Linked DNA regions of Rattus norvegicus: region 2 is linked to region 1. The links are chromatin contacts, called in public Hi-C maps. All regions are on one chromosome and are shown on one strand. Each heading gives the region's core, a stretch centred on a gene start, on an enhancer-like site or on the middle of the called end of the contact. The rest is flanking DNA. Distances are from core to core; before and after follow the strand shown.

Evidence for each region. Hi-C and Micro-C count contacts between places; a contact is called where the count stands out from the background.
Region 2: a Hi-C map of Schwann cells shows a contact between it and region 1, with 6 times the contacts expected there. The contact joins two enhancer-like sites. A contact is called at or near these places in 7 of 12 Hi-C or Micro-C datasets (the A7r5 cell line, Schwann cells, frontal cortex and 4 more).

Annotation. Positions count from the first base shown.
Region 1 is chr2:207,563,014-207,566,628 of GRCr8, reverse strand. Frrs1 (ferric-chelate reductase 1) reads right to left here. Exons shown (of 18, transcript NM_001398971.1): 18 at 253-3,615. Among named protein-coding and RNA genes, the nearest start is that of Frrs1, 57 kb to the right of the region's middle. Within about 2 kb of position 1,813, at least 40 of the 93 cell types and tissues checked have an H3K27ac peak or open chromatin away from gene starts, as enhancers often do.
Region 2 is chr2:207,808,924-207,812,538 of GRCr8, reverse strand. No RefSeq gene overlaps it. Among named protein-coding and RNA genes, the nearest start is that of Palmd, 180 kb to the right of the region's middle. Within about 2 kb of position 1,693, at least 5 of the 93 cell types and tissues checked have an H3K27ac peak or open chromatin away from gene starts, as enhancers often do.

The sequences.
Region 1 (3,615 bases), core at 564-3,063:
TAACAAGCCTCAGTGCTCTCTCTCGGTTTCTACTGATTGAGCCAAGGAGCCATTCAGCAGTCAAGCTTTGTTCTGTCTTCTTTCACTTTGCATAGTACTTTGGAGGTTCACTCACATGATAGCGGGTATCAGTGTCTTACTCTCCTTTGGCTGAGCAATATTCTACTTGTACACACACTCTACACGGCATTCCTCTGTCAACAGACATGTGGCCTGAACTGCCCACCATTCGATAGGAACAGTGCTGCCAGGAACGTTTTGCTCAGTTTTTATTGGGTTATTCCCATGTCAATCATCTCTCAGTGCAGAATTCAGTTCATTGAACACATTCAGAACAGTGTGCAATCATCACTTCCCCGACACAAACTTAACCTTCCTTAGTAATAACTCCCACCCCCTAGCTACCCGGCCCCCACCCAGTGACCTGAATTCTACCTTAGTTCGTCACACATTTGATCCTGCTGGTTCGCACAACAGGAGAATCAGATAAGAACCGTCAGGTGTGTCTGAGCTATTTCATCATATATTCTTATAATAATAAAAAAAAACCACATTTCAGATGCAAAACTGTTAAAAGTTTAACATTGTAATCGAGTGGCAAAGGCCTTACCAGCAACATGTACAAAGCAAGCACCTTTGGCTGGTGTCATTTCACTCAGAAGTTTAATGAGATAGGTTGTTGAAGACGACAAAGACGACTCCCGGGAGACAAACCCCATTGCCACAAACATGGAATTCGGGAGTAACTGTGGCTCCTCAGGCCTCCCTCCCACCTCAGCACCCACTGACAAAGAGGGATCAGTGTCGGGAACAGGACAAGGAGGTGCCAGGAAGATGAAAGAATGGAAAACGTGAACCTGCAGGCTCTGGCTAGGACGGAAACAGAAAGGCAGTGCGGCTGGGTGAGCACCGACACTGTGGGCCGACGAATGAGTATGTCAGGGGTTACACAGGGAAGGAAGGACGGACGTGGGAGCTATGAGAAGGCTGATCCAGTTCATAATGAACATAAAAGAATTGTTTCTCCAGTCCCATTAATAATGGATTATCTTGAACAAGGGCCTTTGTTCCCCGTTTCCCCCTTGCTTCAATAGAATACATAGATAAACAGACTTGGAGCCAAGAGCCACACGGCCCCCATGGCTTCCTAGTTGGTATCTGCTGTGCTTGCCTTCCTACAGCCTCCTGGGCGGGAGGGGAGGATGTGGGGAGGATGAGGCATCACCTCACCTCCAGCCCGGAATCCTCAAACTGAGAAGCGCTAACAGGAACGAGAGTCACATATTCACTACAGTTACAGGCCGCTGTGCCCCAGCTTGACCTCCTCAGACCAGAAGCTGACAAGGCCAAACACAGACTCAGTCTATGCTAACTTAACCATGATTTTCTAGACTATTTCTTTTTTATTTTGTGGAAAACATTGATCTCTATTTTACAGAATAGCCCTTCTTTAAGAAAACATGGTTTTGCTGTTTTTGACAATATGCCTAGACACAGAAAAATCATTTAGTTTTTCTTTTTTTAAAAAAAATATGTATACTTTTTTTTTTTTAAAAATCTACCCAGATTGTTTATTGCAAAACTAAGACCAAGCACAGGGAGCAGAAGGGTTGTAACGCGTCCGTTCCTAAGGGAAATGGGCGCACTAAGATTAAGTGGCACAGATTTGTTTGCACAGCTCGATGGAGGAGTAAACCCGAGCAAACACCACTCCGTGAAAAAGAATATGCTATGCAGAAACTCACAGCTGGTCAAAGCATCTGCGGAGCGATGAGTCACAAGTGGAGCATCTATATCACGCCCTTTCCCAGCGCTCAGGGACCACGTCAGAGCAGTCCCAGAGACTGCAAGTGCCAGAGGCTGGGAAGGAAGGCGCAGGGTGGAAACAGTGTCTTCGGGAGCTGGCAGGATACCTCACTCATGACCTCACAACCACTGTGGTTGCCTGCACAACTCCTGTGCAAGGTCAAGCCAGTCCACATGAGGTGGGAAGGAGTCCCTAAGTCCATCCCTACCTGAGGACCTACAGTTGATGGCTTCTCATGGGAGCGAGTCAGTTTTCTTTAGGGGTGTGGCTTGGGAAAAATTGACCTCGATCTTTGGTGGGCAGCCAGAAACCCAGGAGGATATAGACAGCACAGATTATTGCAAACAAACAATAATAAGACATACAGTTTGGGAGTAGAGAAGTTAGTGGAGATGTGGGAGGAGCTAAGGTGAATATGATCAAAATACATTATATGAGATATGAGAGATGTGTGTGTGTGTGTGTGTGTGTGTGTGTGTGTGTGTGTGTGTGTGTGTGTTTTCCAAGACAGGGCTTCTCTGTGTACCCTGGCTGTCCTGGTGAACTCTCTTATAGACCAGGCTGGCCTTGAACTTACAGAGATCCGCCTGCCTCTGCCTCCCACTGGAATTAGAGGCCTGTGGTACCACACCCACCTGTCATTATGTAAAGTTCTTTTTTCTTAACTTATTTATATATTTACCTCCCCTCCCCTCCCCAGGCCTCTCCTCACAGGGTTCCTCCTCCCATCCTACTTCCCTTTCGCCTCTGAGAGGGTGCCCCTACGTATTAAAGAAATAATAAAAAAAATTTCTTTTGAAAAATACATTACAATATTGGCCTTGGCATCAGAAGTCCAGAAGTTCACCCATCTGCAAACCAAACCTAAGCAAATTCCACCTTTTCCTGAAGGGATTTTCCTTGTCTGATACTAAATAAGACTTATTAAGACATATGTTTTGGCCTTTAGTGGCTTATAATGTAAAACTGAAAGAAAATTTTTTCATACAGATTCACATTGTTACTCTGCCATTTCTCCGGTGCTAGGACAGAAGCATGGCTTCACACTCACTACTCAAGCACGGTGCCTCTGAGCTACATCCCCAGCCCTTTCTCTTGAAATAAAGACATTCTCAAGAGATATTTAAACCGAAATGTGGCATTCATTGACCATGAGCACAAGAAATTCCTACCGAAGCCTAAGCTATTTTTAACTAAGATCTATGTAGAGAAAAACCAAAAGTTTTCACTTTATTGGTTAGAAATAAAAACAATGAACTGGGGTAATTACTGAGAGATGAAAATAGGGTTCTGGAGCCAAGCAGAAATCCGAAATCATCCGAAAGAGTATCTAAAAACATAAAATATACCCTCCCAATTATTTTATTTTTTAAATGTCCAACTTTACCTGTTTCCTTTGCCTAACAAAATTATCTTCATTTGCTACAGGGTCAGAAGACTATAAAAGAAAATATCAAACACTCATTATAAATAATCAAAGAAAACAAATAAGTCAGAAAGTAATAACACCAGTCATTAAGTTTCTAGCACCTATTACTCCAAAAAGGAAAGAAAAAAAAAAACAAAAAAAAAACAAAAAAAAAAAAAAAAAAAAAAAAAACAGAGCGGTAGGGTGTAAGGAAATAGCCCCATGATAAAAACAATGGGAACAGAACAAATGAGTCCTCCGGTATTACAGCGCCACCCACTGGCTGTAGGTCCTCATAGCAAACATTGAGATAGAAAATGACCTAGTAGGAGAGGAAAACGCATTGCCTCTAAGTCACTAGAGCACAGGGCTGTCTTCCAAAGGAGCCCATCCATGTTAG
Region 2 (3,615 bases), core at 444-2,943, 250 kb before region 1:
GAAGTGTTCCTGAGTTCTGCAGATAATGAGCTTCCTTTATCAGAGTACAAGCATGAAAAGCTGCCGTTACCTTGTACTCTCTGTTTAGGGAATGTTAAAGCAACTGTTCTTGAAAATACAATGCTCAGGGCTGGGGAGATGGCTCAGTCAATAAGGTGCTTGCTGCACTATCCTGAATACATGACTTTGATCCTTAGCATGCACACTACAAAAAGTCAGGAAGTGATGGGAGAGGAGAAATGACTCCGCAGTTAAGAGCACCTGCTGCGAGCTTCCAGGGACTAAGCCACTACCTAAAGACTATACATGGACTGACCCTGGACTCTGACCTCATAGGTAGCAATGAATATCCTAGTAAGAGCACCAGTGGAAGGGGAAGCCCTGGGTCCTGCTAAGACTGAACCCCCAGTGAACTAGATTGTTCGGGGGAGGGCGGCAATGGGGGGAGGATGGGGAGGGGAACACCCATAAAGAAGGGGAGGGGGAGGGGGATGTTTGCCCAGAAACCGGGAAAGGGAATAACACGTGAAATGTATATAGGAAATACTCAAGTTAATTTAAAAAAAACAAAAAAACAAAAAACAAGAGCACCTGCTGCTTTCGCAGAGGGACCAAGTTAGGCTCCCAGCACCCATATCAAGTGCCTTACAACCACCCATAACTCCAGCTCCAAGGGATCTGGTGCTCCCTTTTGGCCCCTGCATATATCAGCACTCATATGTCTATACACAGACAGGCAGACAGACAGGCACACACAGAGATGCACACATTAAAAATAAAATATAATTTTTTTAAAAGCAAAGAGTGGCAGGACACACCTGTAATTCCAGCAGTGGATAAGTGGAAATAGGTTTTCAAGTTAGCCAATCTAGCTCCATTGGAAAGCACCAGGATCAGTAGGAGACAATGTCTCAAAAATTAATTCATTCATTCATTCGTAAAAATAAAATCTGTCTGTCTGCATGTCTCTGTCTTGGAAAGGATTATTAGTGCTGTGATGAAACAGCATAACAAAAAGCAAGTCAGAGAGGACTTACACTTCCACATCACTGTTCAGCACCAAAGGAAGTCAAGACAAGAACTCAAACAGGGAAAAAACCTGGAGGCTGGAGCTGATGCAGAAGTCGTGAAGGAGCGCTGCTTACTGGCTTGCTCAGCCCGTTTCCTTGTAGAATTCAGAACCACCTGGCCAGGAATGGCCCTACTCACAATGGGCTGGGCCCTCTGCTATCAATCACTAGTTAAGAAAATGCCCTATAGCTTGCCTATAGCCTGATTCTATGAAGACTCATTCTTAATTGAGGTTCCTCCTCTCAAGATGACTGTAGCTTGTGTCAAACTGACATAAAACTACTCATCACACATGTCTGTCTGTCTGTCTATCTGTCTGTCCTTGAACTACTTGTTTCCTAGACATAGACTAAGTGTATCACATAGGTTTTCTCCCATAATCCTAAAACAGTCCTGTAATTATTGTCACCCTCATTGTGTAGATGAGGAAATGAGGCTTAAAGAAATTAATCGGCTTGCCCAAGTTCATGCTGTCAGTGAGTATAGAAACAGAGCCAAAATCAGGTATTTCTGGAACTAAACTGCATGTTCTTAGACAGTTTTCCTGGTGTTGTTCTCATCAGTAATTAGTAGTTTCATGTTCCGAAGCCGCTGTTGGTCCTGGCTTTTCTTGTGCGTCCTATGCTGCCACCCTCTGGTCGCTTTCGAGGAGTTCAGGCTTTTCTTCGGCAATTATTCTCAGCATCTTGCAATCCCTGAACAGAGGGCTGAAATGTGTGTGGATTCCGAGTACATGACTCAAAGATCTCCAGCCTTACAGTATATGCCCCCATTACACCGATGTGATGTGTGAGGGCCACTGAGATTTGAATAAAAATTAATTCATTGACCAAATTGTACTAGTGGAAGATGGATAAATCCAAAGCCAGCCAGCCACGGTGGGACAAGGCTGCTGAAGAGAGTAGAGAGAGCTTGACGCACATGAGGAAGAGACGCTAGATTTAGGACAGAAGAGCTGAGATGGAGAAACATACTCTAAGGCAGCATTTCTCAACCTGCCTAATGCTGAGAGCCTTTTATACAGTTCCCTATGCCGTGCTGATCCCCAACCATTATTTTGTTGCTTCTTCATAACTGCAATTTTGCTAGTTATGAATAGAATCGTAAATATCTAACATGCAGGATATCTGATATGCACCTCCCCAAAGGGGTCATGACCCCCAAGTTGAGAACCACTGCCTAAGGTCACAGGGAAGATATTCAAAAGGGTCAGGAAGGAGCCAATAAAGATGCTCTTCTTAGTCATTCGCTTGCAGAAGGCTGACGACCATAACCTAATGAAAAATGAAACACCTTCACATGTGTAACCATGGGAATAGATCCTGTGCCAATGCCTTGCTGACATCCGGTTTCTTCTGCCAGTCTTCACCTACCAAGCCCCAGGGTGTATGAAGCCTGGTTTTCCCTGTGTAGGAGGTAAAGGCAAGACAAAAGCATGTTTTATCTCTATGGCAAAGTGAGGTAACATCTGATATAGAATGAGCAAAGATTGGCAATTGGAAGCTCTATATTGTGTTCTGACCTCTCTGCCCTCCGAATGTTTGTAAGCCTTGAAGCCAGCCAAGCTGTCAGAGCCATACAGTTCACTCACTTCGGATCGCTTTGTGAGAACAGAACTGTAACACTTAACTGAGGTTAGAATGATGAAGCAGGTGTTCAATGCCTGCTCGACTTCTCAACACTACATGTATCACTTCAATCTATTGTTTCAGTTCAATCGGGATGACTACCTGTTGAAGACCAACCCTGGGCTACAGAGTGAAACCCTGTTTCCAAACCAGCAACACCAAACCCACCAAATCTGTTGACAGAGATGCTATAAAGTGTAGATTTAGCCCTCCCCTAACACTACACTATAGACACTGCTCTAAATGGTCTAACCCATCAATCTGTGAACATACTAAGAAGGTAAGGACTGTCACTAGGCCTGAGAAGCTGAACAATATGCAGGGCCAAACAGAGCTATGAAGCTGTCAGGCTCCTTCCAAATCTATTAACCAACACTGCATTCTAAAGCCTGTTCAATGCATGGCTGCATCCCACACCTTATATCCACAAGTGCACATGCGTGAATGCACAGCCTCCCACACCTTATGCATAATGCACTGTCCTGGTTCTGTCCCTTACTCAAAGTGGACTGGCAGAAGGAAGAGATTCAGAGTTCATATCATCAGAAGCACATCAAAGACTCAGCATCCATTGTAACATACTAGCCCCCTCTATCTAACTGACAAGGAGTGAAGTTTAACACAAGATGACAACAGAACTGACAAGCAGGAAGTTTCCATTACCAACACATGGAAGGCATAAGGCCTCTCAGAAGACTCAGGACCAGATTCTGTAGTGATGGCTGTTAATGTTCCAACTAGCCATGGTTATACTGGAACAAGCTATGACAGACTATATCATACACTGCAGACATATATTTTCTCATAGTCCCAGAGGCTATAACTCTGGAGTGGGTATGTTGGTAAGGTTGTTGTCTTCTCAGGTTTCCCCTGCCTGCTAGATCTTCTCCGTGTTTTCCTGAGATCATTCTTCTGT